2 separate regions of the Rattus norvegicus genome follow, and region 2 is linked to region 1. A link is a contact called in public Hi-C data. All regions are on one chromosome and are shown on one strand. Each heading gives the region's core, a stretch centred on a gene start, on an enhancer-like site or on the middle of the called end of the contact. The rest is flanking DNA. Distances are from core to core; before and after follow the strand shown.

What was found. Hi-C and Micro-C count contacts between places; a contact is called where the count stands out from the background.
Region 2: a Hi-C map of frontal cortex shows a contact between it and region 1, with 3 times the contacts expected there. The contact joins two enhancer-like sites. A contact is called at or near these places in 9 of 12 Hi-C or Micro-C datasets (the A7r5 cell line, the Rat2 cell line, Schwann cells and 5 more) and 1 of 1 datasets of contacts at active chromatin or transcription factors (oligodendrocytes).

Annotation. Positions count from the first base shown.
Region 1 is chr17:49,106,794-49,113,616 of GRCr8, forward strand. All of the region lies in intron 16 of Elmo1 (engulfment and cell motility 1), which reads right to left. Among named protein-coding and RNA genes, the nearest start is that of Aoah, 370 kb to the left of the region's middle. Within about 2 kb of position 2,793, at least 34 of the 93 cell types and tissues checked have an H3K27ac peak or open chromatin away from gene starts, as enhancers often do.
Region 2 is chr17:49,282,137-49,288,959 of GRCr8, forward strand. All of the region lies in intron 13 of Elmo1 (engulfment and cell motility 1), which reads right to left. Among named protein-coding and RNA genes, the nearest start is that of Elmo1, 230 kb to the right of the region's middle. Within about 2 kb of position 3,680, at least 15 of the 93 cell types and tissues checked have an H3K27ac peak or open chromatin away from gene starts, as enhancers often do.

The sequences.
Region 1 (6,823 bases), core at 1,543-4,042:
ATTACAATTGATGGGAAAAGTGAAGAATTGTTCAAAATCTCAATACTTAATTTCAGGAATGAGATTTAACATAGCCATATCCTTTTATATTTCTACTGTGTAACTTTGTGCTCTGCAAAATAGTAACTAAATGTATCACATTTTTATCTATTCCTTTATCTTTCTAATACTCTATAGTTTATGAAGGGCAGGAAGAAGCAATGGAGAGCGGCATCCTCCTTCAGGGGTGAGCAGAGTAGTCACCAGGCACATCTCCACCCTAACACAGAAGGGACAAGTGCAGCACCAATCCCACAACTCTGCTTTGTCAACAACTCTCCGAGCTCAGGAGACAGAAGACCATTGCACCCATTGGATCCAGGGCCCCATGCACACTAGGCAGGCCCTCTACCACTGAGCTGCGGTTCTAGCCTCAAGACATTTAATTTCAGCTGTGACTGACTGTATTGAGAACCTCATTCAGAAGTCAGCCTCACTGCTAACACCAGTGGGGTTGAGGGAGATGGAGATGTAGTAATAGTTAGTGTTCACACTGGAAAAAGAAAAAATGTTGATGAGGACTTTACGTATAAAAATCCTTTGCTATTCCCCAGGACAGGCATCTCCTTCTCCCCAGAAACAGCTTGTTATCAAAGTGTGAGAAAAATTATGCAAAATATATTTTCTTGGGGGCAGGTAGGAGGCTATAGCTTTCTGAAAGAGTTCCAGGATCCAAATATAGTTTGTGAGCTACATTTTTAGAATTTCTCGAAACAGTTTTTACTTCTTCCATAAAAGGCTGCTTTCTTCTCATTCTTGCCAACAGGTGCCAGCACTCCCCCACCCATGTAAAGTGATACTACTGGGATAGAGAAGGGGCAAAAGGTGGATGGAGAATCACTCTAAGATGACTGTTCCTGAACACTGATCCATGAGAAACAAGCCTTCCTCAAACCTGTTCCTGCACTGAAGTGGGTGCCAGAGGAAGAAGCTTCAGGATGAGTTAACTCACACAGAAATGCACCTCTAATCACATGGGAGACTCAATGCATCTGACTGTATGCAGCCTCAGGATCCGAGGCCATCCTGTATGCCTAGAGAGGATGTCAGCTAAGAAACATGTCATTGTTCTGCGTGAAGGCCAGATCCTCAGTACACTGTCAGCCACAGTCAGGAAATCCTCGCTGACCCTGTTTCTCCAATGAACATGGCAGAAGATCTGTTCAATCCAGTGCCCTCTCCCAAGTCTCAGACAAGCAGAGCCTTCCTGGTTCCTTTGTATCTTTGTCAGTCTATCACAGATTTCCATTTTGGACCCAGCAATTTTTAATTTTTACCTCCATGTAAAGAGTCACAACACTCTTCAAGCAAAAGGACATTTTTAAAGGTTCTAATCAATGCATTCCCATGTACCACTATTGCAAATGATTTTCTTAATAAATGCATTGATAATGCTTTATCCATAAAAGATTCTAAAGGTGCTACAGCACTTTGCTGACATAGGATTGGAAATCACATTCTTATAAAAAGCAACAGTCACGAAGCATCAAACATCATAGAAACTCAAGTTCAGCCCTGCTCTCTGCATCCAAGCAGAAGACAACCCCTTCTCTCTCACATTTGCCAAGATCATAGCTCCTGTGGAATTCTGCATTTTGCCCAGGCTTCCTCCTGACATGTGTATTTTTAAGTTTGCGGCTAGGAGGTCTCCAAGGGCAGTGACATTTCCTCTCCCTGTGCTGATCGTCACTGCTCATTCACAGTACTCTTCTCCTGCCTGTCTGTGACTACTGAACATGGCAAATTTTAGTATCAGAAAATTAAATCCCAAGGAGCAGTGCAATAGCACAAAGCATTCCAGCTCTGGTACAGAGCCAGTGCTTAAGTGTAACTTTGCAAACCCCCTGGGTTTCCAAGGTTGGAGAGATGTAACATAGAGCCCTTTCACACATGCTTTCTGGCTGCTAAAATCTTCCTGACTGCATCTCAACTCATCTCTGAAATTGATTTGAAAAAGCACATTTCAGTTTGGACATTGGTTCCTGAAAAAGGGCAAGGACATGACCTAGCCTGGTTGCACATTTCTGGAATTGAGAACAGCAGTACATGGAGAAGAGGTGCTTCCTTCTATGGCCAGGGTTCTGAAGAGTGACAGATCATTCTAATAACATCTCTCTTCTCAATGCAAATGTCAGCTATACAACCTGGCAGCTTTAAGCCCTGTACCCATGCTGTGCCTTCCTTTTTATCACTCCACAGGGTTAATTCTTACTAATGTGGTTTTAAACACATTTTATTTGAAATGCATCAATACCCAGGCAGACAGGACACAACTCCACTCCTCACACTAATCCTAACTAGATTGCCAACATCCGAATATAATTTACAATCAACTACAAATCTGACTAGAATCAGACAAAGCAAGAAGCCTTTTGAAATAGTCTCCCATATCATGGGAACCTTTGCATGGTGCCTTCCATGTGTTCCTTCCAATTCGGCTTTCTCGGCAGACAATAGAACAAAGCTACATTCTATCTCAGCCTGCTAATACCAGTGCACAGATGTGTAAGACAAAGATTTACTCACCAAGCTTCCGTAAGTCCATCGTCTCCAACGACATATACTGCTTCTAAGCTGCTGCCACAAATATGACTTAGAGTCGTGCCCCAGCAGGACAGTGTGCTGGAAGACCAGATGGCTCCCCAGTAAGCTTGTTCAAGAAACAGGTTTCCAGTTGAGCCATGTGAACAGAGACCCGCTGCACACCTTCGAATGGAATACGCTCCAAGTCCAGAAGAATAAGCATGTAGCTTTGCTTATGTTTATGGAGCTGAAGCCCAGGGGTGCTCCGATTGGCAGGAGTTGTGGAAAGATCAGCCAATCAAAGGGAGCTTCCATTTCAGGGAAACTCCTGCTCATTTATTTAGCATCTTCAGAGATCACCGGCTTTTCTGGGAAGAGCTTTTCTCTGATCTGATAGTATCGCAGGGAAAGAGATTACTTGCAATTTAATTTCTCACAGTTGCTGTCAAGACACAAATAGCTCCCTCTCTTAGTTCTCGTTGATACCTCTACTTTCTCCTATGAAGGACTGCAGAAAGCGAGGGAAAGAAGAGGAACAAGGAGAGAGGGAGAGTTCACATTCATCAGCCTCCACCTTGGTAGGAAGGAGGGTGGGGGGAGTGCCAGGGCTCAATAATTACTGATTCTGTTGCCATGGAAACAGACTGGCTGCAGCGAGTTGGATTCGTGTAGAACATCTGCTGCCAGACCCATAATCAACTACAATCTCATCTCTGCCCCCCTCTACTTTTATTTGATTGTAATGCACACTTCCACCTTCTCTCCACTACAGTTTCTAGACAAAAATGCTACGTAAACGCTTGCTTTGTAAAATACAGCATGTGCTTAAGGGATGCTCACACACCCAGAAACACACAGAGATGGGGGAGAGGAGCATTCATCCTAGCAGAGGTCCCACGAGAGGATCCACACTCTGATTCCAACTAAGGATGCAGATGAACCTAAACAGCCTGCACTCCTAATTCAAATCCATAGAAACTTCTGACCTAGCAGATGGGTGGGTACCTTTAAATCATTACACAATAGCCCTGGAAAACCCCAAAGAAAAGTTTGCACTGGTGCCTCTCACAAAGCATTTTCTTGGTTTCTAGCAAGCCTTTACATATTGAAATGGCCAAATCAGGAGGATTTTGCAAACACAGAGTCTTTAGTTAAGCTCTTTCCTGCATTAGAATTTCATCAAAGCACCTCAGACATGAGAGAAATCCCTTAATTTTCTCAGCACATTTTCATCTCTCCCACCTCTTCCCCTCCTGCTTGCTTTAAATTCTCCTGGTTACATGCAGGGCATGATCAGAATTAATGTTGAACACTGTATGTGCTGCTGTCTGTCTCCTTAGCAGCAGGGGCCACCACTGAGCAACGAATGGCTGCATGAATGGCACTATCAGATTCCTTAGGAAGGGGAATCCAAGACATCAATCTCTCACATACATGCCTACATATAGAGAAAATGATAAACATGAAAAAAGCTAAGCTCTGACATACATGTTTACATATATAAAACATGACATCGTGAAAAAACAAGCTAAGGTCTAAGCGGATCTGCTGTCACTATCAGTGTCACCATCTCCTCAAGGCAAACTGTTCCATAAAGGTCTTTGCAAGTATGGTGTCTTTGTGGTAATTACACGAAGCATGCTTTTGACAGGGCTGAGATTGAGAAGGCTCATTGGCTCTGGCTCTGGCAGCAAGGTGACTTACATGCTTAGTACATCCTCTATTCCTAAAGAACAGCAGTTCTGACCTCCCTTTATTCTTAAAGTGAGTGACTAGGGGCTCAAATCCCACACCTTCCACTCGATGGTGTTGAGTTCTACCCTGTGATCACATTAGATTTGCTCCTTGAAGACTATGGACCCTGATGTTCTACTTTGTCTCTTTATGTCACTGTGAACTCGGGAAGGAATCCTCACTGAGAAGATCCACAACCTGCAATTTTCTCCACTGTTTTCAAATTTCTGGGCCTGTGGACAGTACAGCTTTTCTTGTAATCAGCCTTCCTGATTCTGATAGTCTAAGGCCACTGGCCCACTCTTACCCTCTCACCTTGTTGAAAATATCCAAGTATCCAGTTTGTTTTATGCAGAAACATGCCATTCCACGCAGATCCTCCATCAAACAAAATTCAGTATTTTTCAGCAGCTGTTTATTGTGTCAGGAATTTAGGCTAGTGACACAACTAAGTGACACAGAGCCTCTGCCCTCATCTCGCAGCCTTGAGTACAGCCAACTAACATAATAAAGTGTACCTGTGGGTGTGCAGGAAAGATCTGAGCTATATGTGCAGTGAGCACAGAAAGTGGGTCTGACCTATTGAGGTCAGGAAGCATATCTTAGAAGCAGTGCGATCTGAGCCAGTATACAGAGCACCAGAAAATCAAAGCTAATGAACTGATATAAGGAACACACCCACACAGGGCTTGTGCTGAAAGCTTGGCATCTAGGAAAGTTGGAGGAATGCACAGGAGACTAGATGCAGTAAGGGTGGGGAGGATGGTATGAGGTGAGGCAAATGGAGTCTTAGACACCAGGTGAAAGGTTGGGTTTTATTCTGTAAACATTAATAGTTATGGTACTCCATTAAATGATATCTTAGTCACCAAAGTATCAACTTTGTAGATTTCTCAGTTAAGTTCAATGTATTCCAACAGAATATCAATATGATTCAAATCTATTCCAGGATATTCTTAATTTGTTGGCTTGGTCAGATAAGCAGGACTAAGCTTAACAGTCACTCTGGGAAACGTCTTAAGTGTTTCACCTTGATTAACAAGGTGTAGTCCTTACTGAAAGCCTGAGAAATAGCACTATCCTTATTATGTAGATAGATGAACTGAGGTCTAAAACCATTAAATAATTTGACCACAGTTCCAAAAACATTAAGAGGTAGAGCTGTTATTTGAACTAAAGGACTCTGGTTTCAGTTTTTCCAGGTGTGCTTCATGTCAACCATCTGTATGAAAGTCCTTATTAAAATGCAGATTTGGGGTTTCACTGTCTCTTCTAAACCAGGTTCTCAAGAACTCTAGAGGATTCTTAGAAACTCAACTTGATGATTACTACAGACATGCTTGCACAGAGAAACTGATGAGCCTCAGATTAGTTTTCAGTGTATATTATGCAAAAGGGCATTATTTTTGAAAATTGATGTATGTGTCTCACTATTTCAGGCCATCTCCAAAGACCCACTCTTAAAAAAAAATAAGGTCAACTTTATCTTAGGGAGTGCAAACTCCTATCGCATCATAAGTCATAAAGTTAGCTGAGGTGAGTACCCAGCATCCTAGGGTGCTCAGGAGCTGCTCTGGTGAACAGGCTCATGAAGAAGCATGAGAGGCCTCTTTAGATTTCAGGGGGCCGTGGACAGTACAGCTTTTCTAGGGATCAGCTTTGCTGATTGCTCTACTCTAAGCACACTGACCTACTCTTAGCCTCCCACCTTGTTGAAAACATGCAAACATCCACTTTTAATGCAGAAACACATTAACCCTAAAGGTAGAGCAGTCAGTTACATCTTCACCCTAAAACTAAGTCAAAATGCAAAGTTAGGCAGCTACTATTTCTAAAAAGCTTCAGTTGCATTCACTTGCCCTTATTTGTGTATTCAATGCTAGCAAGGTGAGCATGCTTACAAACTTACCTACTCATGGATCTAGTTTAGAGAACAGTCAGTTTCACTGATATTTCCAAAGAGGCCCTTCCTAAGACACAGTCCCCTAGGGCACATCCATGACTCCCTTTGGAGTCCTGTCCTGTAGTACTGCTCCGTAGAGCACAGGTTGGCTGCTCTTTTAAGGCACTTTGCTCTTCATCTTCCTCACTAAGTTGTGGGATGAGAAGGGCACACACAAACTTTTAGAACTGCCGCTACACATCAGAATTAGAGTGCCTGGGTATCGTCATCAGTAGGAAGATGTCTCTTTCCACTGGAGCCACACACTGAGCCTGTGTTCTTTGCTCTACCAAAAGCATTGCCAGATCCCTAGTCCTGCATCTTCTCAGGCATTGATTCTAAGTCTGATTTCTTTCCCAACCATGACATATATACTGCATCAAATCTGACAATATTTTAATATTTTAATATTTTTGTAATGCTTTTAAACTTTACAAACTAAAAAAGTTCTGTTGGGAGACAAACTATTCTTTCTTTTTCCCTCAAAACTACTGCAATTGCTACAGAATGCTTTCTAAAGTAATATTCAAATCTACAAAAAGCCTGGTACATGTTACAATACACATTAAAAGATGAAAAATGATA
Region 2 (6,823 bases), core at 2,430-4,929, 180 kb after region 1:
GCCCTAATATGTTCATTTTTTAGTTATGTAGATATAGATATAATTTGATTACTGAAAACAGTATTTCCCATCATAGTCAGTAAATAATGTGGCAAGATTTAATATACTTTCTTATAGATCTACTTATTTATAAATTGTTATTTATAAATCTTACTTATTCCCAAATTATCTTCCTCCAGGCTACAGAGAACGAGGTCTCTCAGATGGATAAACCTGCCCCGCCCCTTGCTACCTCATTTAGTACAAGTGTATCGCAATGGAGGAGGGGCCTCCTGCTTATCCTCATGCATGATAAGAGCTTACATGTACAAATTTATAACATACTGGGGAATTTTAGAAACTATCCTTCTCATTTCTAGACTTTCCACTTGGCTGCTTCCCACTGTATCTATTTCCCTGCTAAAATTTTCACTCATGAAAACAGGTTTGTTTTCACAGTGGGGATACTTTGCAGGCAGATTTACATTCTTTGTCTGTCAGTCTCAACACCTGGCTCATTATGGAGTGGGGTGTCTCTGGTTGTCTTTGTTCTTAGCGTGTCAGAGAGTTGTGAGTGGCAGGTTGTGGAGATCCTGATTCTGTTTGTTCTCTCTGGTGAGCGATGCTCTCTTTAGTTTGGTAGATGACTTCTGGTCTATGCTCAAGGTGAAGAGTGTTTCTGGGGCTGCTTCCTTGTGTCAGTTGAGATCTCTCTTCTACAGCTAGAGTCTGTCCACGTCAATGGTGCAGGCAGATGGGGTATTGGGTAGGATGTGAATATACCATCCAAAGGCAGTGATGGGATACACATGTGCACTGTGGCACTGCACAGAATAGTTTAGTTTTAAAACTGGCACATAGACATAAGGAACTGTTTGAAAGAACATGGCTTATGATATATGGAGCCAAGCTGCTTGAGTTAATGATCCTGGATTGCTCATTATGTGTAAAAGACAAAATAAATTACAATGGAAAAATAATTCCTAAGTCAAGGTGCACTATGAGTAGACAACAGAGATGTACCTTAGGAGAAATCAGACTCATTCCCTCGTTCCCTCCCTTCCTCCCCTTTTCCCTCTTTCCTATATCATCTCTCCTCCATGTTGGGACTAAACCCAGGGCCATGCTCTTGCTAAACAGGCATTGTACCACAAAACTAAATCCCCAAATCATTCCAGAAAGACACAGGGAAGCTCAAAGGAAGATGAGGACATGTCAATCAACATACATCTACAGAAACCAAGGCTTAGCAGACAGAGCAGACAGTTGCTCTTGGGGGCTACAAGGCTGTACAGTAGTGATCACTTGGAAAAGTGGTCTTCAGTGAGGACCATGAATAAGACTGTCTCTTAGTTAAGTGAAAATCTGCTAAATGAAGGAAGGGCCTGCTTTCCATGGAAGAATTCCAGACTCTTCTTCAATAAACTGCTGCTAAGATGTAAAAATAAAATAAATGGTAGAGGTTTCTGTGGAATAAATCAAGTATGTTTTTAGCATGTTATTTGATCATTTATAATCTGATCATTATTGTGTATGTCAGAAGTCACAATGCTGAGAGGAAAAGCTGAGCAAGGGGACACAGCAGCTTGGATTTTAAGAATCAAGTAGAAAGCAAACCTCTAGAAAAGCTCGGGGGTTTGTATGTGTTCTGAATGTCTCATGGTAGCTGTAGATCATTTACCAAACATAGAGTGTCACCCGCCTGGGGATTTACCTTCTTGTTTTGTCCTTTACCTATGTAACAAAGAAATGATGGCATTTATCAGACATTCTCACAGGAGACAGAGGAGGAGAAAAGATCAATAGGCTAATATTTATAAACTGCAATTCATGTGATAAAATGTCTGTAGGAGCATAAAGCAAACATTATGCTAATGACAGGCTGCTGGTCATAAAGAACAACAGGGCTGGGAAACAACTTGCACTTGCTTGCTTGGTTGCACAGACGCTGGTCTCAGATGGACATTACTGAACAGCAATGATTATCCGTCACTGCCTCCAAGAGCAGCATGAGAGCAAAGACTGGATATGCTTTCTGCAGGCGGTCAAATGGAGACATAAACACAGCCAGACTTCTGTAACTTCCTGTCTGATAAAGCTAAGACCATAGCATGGCAGTCACCTATCTTAGTTCTTCTCTAGAAAAAATGTATAATTTCCATTTGGTTTAAAATACTCAATATAGTCACATGTTAGTGAAATTATAATTATTTCTATAATCATGGAAAACATCTGAAAGACACATATCCAACTTGTAAACGTGTGCATGCACACATGTGTGCATGCATGCGTGCATGCGTGCATGCGTGCATGCATGGTGTGTTTAAGGTGCAGAGGAATACACCTGGCTTTTCTCTAAGTCATTTGTTATCTAGAGTTTGTAGTACTTTACAATGAGCACTTCTTTCAGAATTAGAACAATTTCAAAAGCAAATACGAATTATAATTATTAGGGATTGAACAGACTCATTGGTTAAAAGTGCTTGTTGCTCTTGTGAGGACCAGAGTTCAGTTCCTAGCACCTACATGGGGAAGCTCTCAGTATGTAATGTCAGCTCGCACGTGCGCGCGCACACATACACATACACACACACACACACACACACACACAGAGGGGGAGAGAGAGAGAGAGAGAGAGAGAGAGAGAGAGAGAGAGAGAGAGAGAGAGAGAATGTTTAAATAGTTAATTAAAAACACAAATTCAAAGAACATAGAACTATGTCTAAAAAAGATCTTGTCAATTTTTATCTGGAAAGGTTGAATAATATTTTTTAAATTAAACACTAGAAATAATTTAAATTTAATTTAAAATAAGAGTTTCACCAACATTCTCATATTTTTGACCCAAATCTATGATTACTCTTGCCTCAGGAAAGAATCCTAATTGTACACAAAAGTTACCCAGAAATGCTTACAAAATCCTTTTGTGAAATGTAAAAATTCCCCAGTATGCACAGAATCCTTCCCCAAATCACAGGCCAGTGATGGAACACTGTCATGAAACACTACAAAGTTTATTGGTAATTTGGGGCACACAGTTAAGGAAGCTAGGTGTGGTAAGAAAAAACTACAGAGTTGGCACTCCGTGGACTAAGGCACGAAGGCAGCCTGGGCTCCACATATAGACCTTGAAAAACAACCAACCAAACACATAGTTCGCCCAGGCATGGCATCGTATGTCTTTATTCCCAGAACCCAGGAAGTGTGAGGCAAGTAGACCAGTTTCAGGCCAGATAGGGCTATATAAGGAGAGCTTGTCTCAAACAAGCAAGCAAACAACAAAGAGCAACAATAATAACAAAACCCAACAACTGAAAGAAAGTACAGTGAAGGGAAGATGCACCTCTGCTACCCAGCATGCCTGCTGAAAGGGGGCAGTGCTTCCTGAGTGCTTGATTTGCTTTGTCACAATCTTCTCTGCAAAGCTTCTCCGGTAGGGACATCATCATATTGATTCCCAAAATAAATGTTGTTACAAAGTGTAAAGAAAACATTCACGGCTAAACATACAACAAAAGAAAATTGCACATGGTGTTGTGAGGGATTTGAAAACTTCAAAATCTGACAGTATTCACTGGGAACCACACATGATTCCCTAGCACCCTGTCTGGCACTCTGCCTTGGTCTCTGAAATGGAAACAAAGGAAATTAGGAGAGAGACTCAGAGAGAGTAAGCCTCTCTTCCAGGTAGAGCCTGCAATGCCAAACCAACATGGAGATGCTTACCCACCCAGTACTAGCTGTGTGCTCCTGCTCAGGCTACAGCTTACTTCTTACATGCACGCGGGGGGTGGGGGGGAGGATGAGTATCATATAGTCTGGAATGCAGGGAAGAGAGATAGAGGTGTGGACCACAAGGGATAAATGAAGCATCAGAAGTACAGTGCCAGGAGCCCCCATCCAGGGTAGCTCCCTGCAGGCCTGGGAGCTCCAGTGTGGCTCCTTGGTAACCAGCAGTTCTGTGCAGCAAACGTACTCTTCCTCAGTGCAGAGAATAAGTAGTGTTGAGTCACTAGGAAACCTAAAAATAGCACAGCAGCAATGACTTTTTATAGGGACTATCAAGTCTGTTCTCTACCTCTTAACAACAAATTAGTTTCAGCCCATCGCATTTCCAATTTCTCTCATAACTTTCCCTCTCCCTGGTACAGAGGAACACAAATGAACACACCTTATGCAGGCACACAGAAACACATAACAACAAGTAAACATGAATCTAGTCCACACTGTCTCAGACCTTATCCTGAGTATTCAACATAATTCTTTTATGTGTATACACGGAAGGGAGATGGAAAGGACACATGTGTGCACAGGAGGGAGATGGAAAGGACACATGTGTGCACAGGAGGGAGATGGAAAGGACACATGTGTGCACAGGAGGGAGATGGAAAGAACATGTGTGCACTGGAGAGAGATAGAAAGGACATGTGTGTGCACAGGAGGGAGATGGAAAGGACACATGCGTGCACAGGAGGGAGATGGAAAGGACATGCATGCACAGGAGGGAGATGGAAAGGACACATGTGTGCACAGGAGGGAGATGGAAAGAACATGTGTGCACTGGAAAGAGATGGAAAGGACACATGTGTGTACAGGAGGGAGATGGAAAGGACACATGTGTGTACAGGAGGGAGATGGAAAGGACACATGTGTGTACAGGAGGGAGATGGAAAGGACACATGTGTGTACAGGAGGGAGATGGAAAGGACACATGTGTGCACAGGAGAGAGATGGAAAGGACACATGTGTGTACAGGAGAGAGATGGAAAGGACACATGTGTGTACAGGAGGGAGATGGAAAGGACACATGTGTGTACAGGAGGGAGATGGAAAGGACACATGTGTGCACAGGAGAGAGATGGAAAGGACACATGTGTGTACAGGAGGGAGATGGAAAGGACACATGCGTGCCAGGAGGGAGATGGAAAGGACACATGTGTGCACAGGAGGGAGATGGAAAGGACACATGTGTGCACAGGAGGGAGATGGAAAGAACATGTGTGCACTGGAGAGAGATAGAAAGGACATGTGTGTGCACAGGAGGGAGATGGAAAGGACACATGCGTGCACAGGAGGGAGATGGAAAGGACATGCATGCACAGGAGGGAGATGGAAAGGACACATGTGTGCACAGGAGGGAGATGGAAAGAACATGTGTGCACTGGAAAGAGATGGAAAGGACACATGTGTGTACAGGAGAGAGATGGAAAGGACACATGTGTGTACAGGAGAGAGATGGAAAGGACACATGTGTGTACAGGAGGGAGATGGAAAGGACACATGTGTGTACAGGAGGGAGATGGAAAGGACACATGTGTGCACAGGAGAGAGATGGAAAGGACACATGTGTGTACAGGAGAGAGATGGAAAGGACACATGTGTGTACAGGAGGGAGATGGAAAGGACACATGTGTGTACAGGAGGGAGATGGAAAGGACACATGTGTGCACAGGAGAGAGATGGAAAGGACACATGTGTGTACAGGAGGGAGATGGAAAGGACACATGCGTGCCAGGAGGGAGATGGAAAGGACACATGTGTGCCAGGAGGGAGATGGAAAGAACGTGTGCACTGGAGAGAGATGGAAAGGACACATGCATGTGTACAGGAGGGAGACAGAAAGGACTTGTGTGAACAGGAGGGAGATGGAAGGGACATGTGTGTGCATAGGAGGCAGATGAAAATGATACTGACAACAGCTCACCATTTTTCTGTGAACTTGATAAAATTGTAGTGATTTTCGTTTTTCTAACATTTTCTACATTTTCCTAAACATGTCTACACAGTACCTATGACAAAAGCATTCTTTTCCTGAAAAGGTTGTTTAGCCATCCAGAAAGCTTTCATATTTCTAACCAATTCATACCAGATGTTCTCAGCCCTATGAACTCATGAAACTACTTTCTTTAAGGGCATTCTCCTCTCTCTAGTTCTACTCTGAATACCATAGCCCTTCTCAGTTCCCCTCTACCCCCTTCTCTCTTCAGTATTCATAGCTCATGGTCCAGACCAGTTCCCCGGCAGCAGTGCCCTTGCTGTCTGTTTCTGTATCAACTTTCTCCTCCCCGGTTCCTTTTCCTCTGCAAAGGCGGTGCTTACAACCCCGTGCACGTGGTGCTGGCCAACCTTCCTGGCTGAACATAGACTCTTGGTTCTGACAAGTCTTACTCAGGTTCCCTCACAAGATCATTCTCTGGAGACCAGCATGCTTTGAGGCTATGCCAGGCCTGGGAAGCCTCAGAAGCAAGTGTATCAGTGAGTAAGGAAAGGAACCCCAAACCCAGCGTGTGAGTCTAATGCAATGGCTGTAAGCAATTCTCTGTCCACCTCAGCTTTCTTTTTCAGATAACAAAACAAGGATCATATTAGCGTCTTTTGAGTAAATGTAAAGAACCAAGTATTCCTTTCCTTTGAATGTTCTTCTGGGTATTGCCAATGGATGGCCCTTCAGTAATTTCAATGTCCTCCAACACACTCTGTTTGGCCTGCTATAATAAACTAGTTCAAACCTTGTATCACAGGGGACAGAAATTTCTCTCAAACATGTATAGCCATCGAAAAGTCCAGCCTCAGGCTGACAGCAGATTCCTTGTGTTTGTGAGGGCTCAAGTATGGCACCATGAGCACTGTCCTCACAGCAAGGAAGGATAAGTGAGTTCCTGCTGAACTCTCTCACAGGAGCACTGAGGGGCTCCACCATGCAGAATGTGTGCGTGGCAGGGGGTGGGGGCACACACTCAGACCAGTGCCTATTCTATAAGTGAATAACCCACTGCCTAGGCCTGCACATGGAAAGAGCAATGCCAATTGCTGCTATACGGGAGCTTCTACATCACGCAGTCAT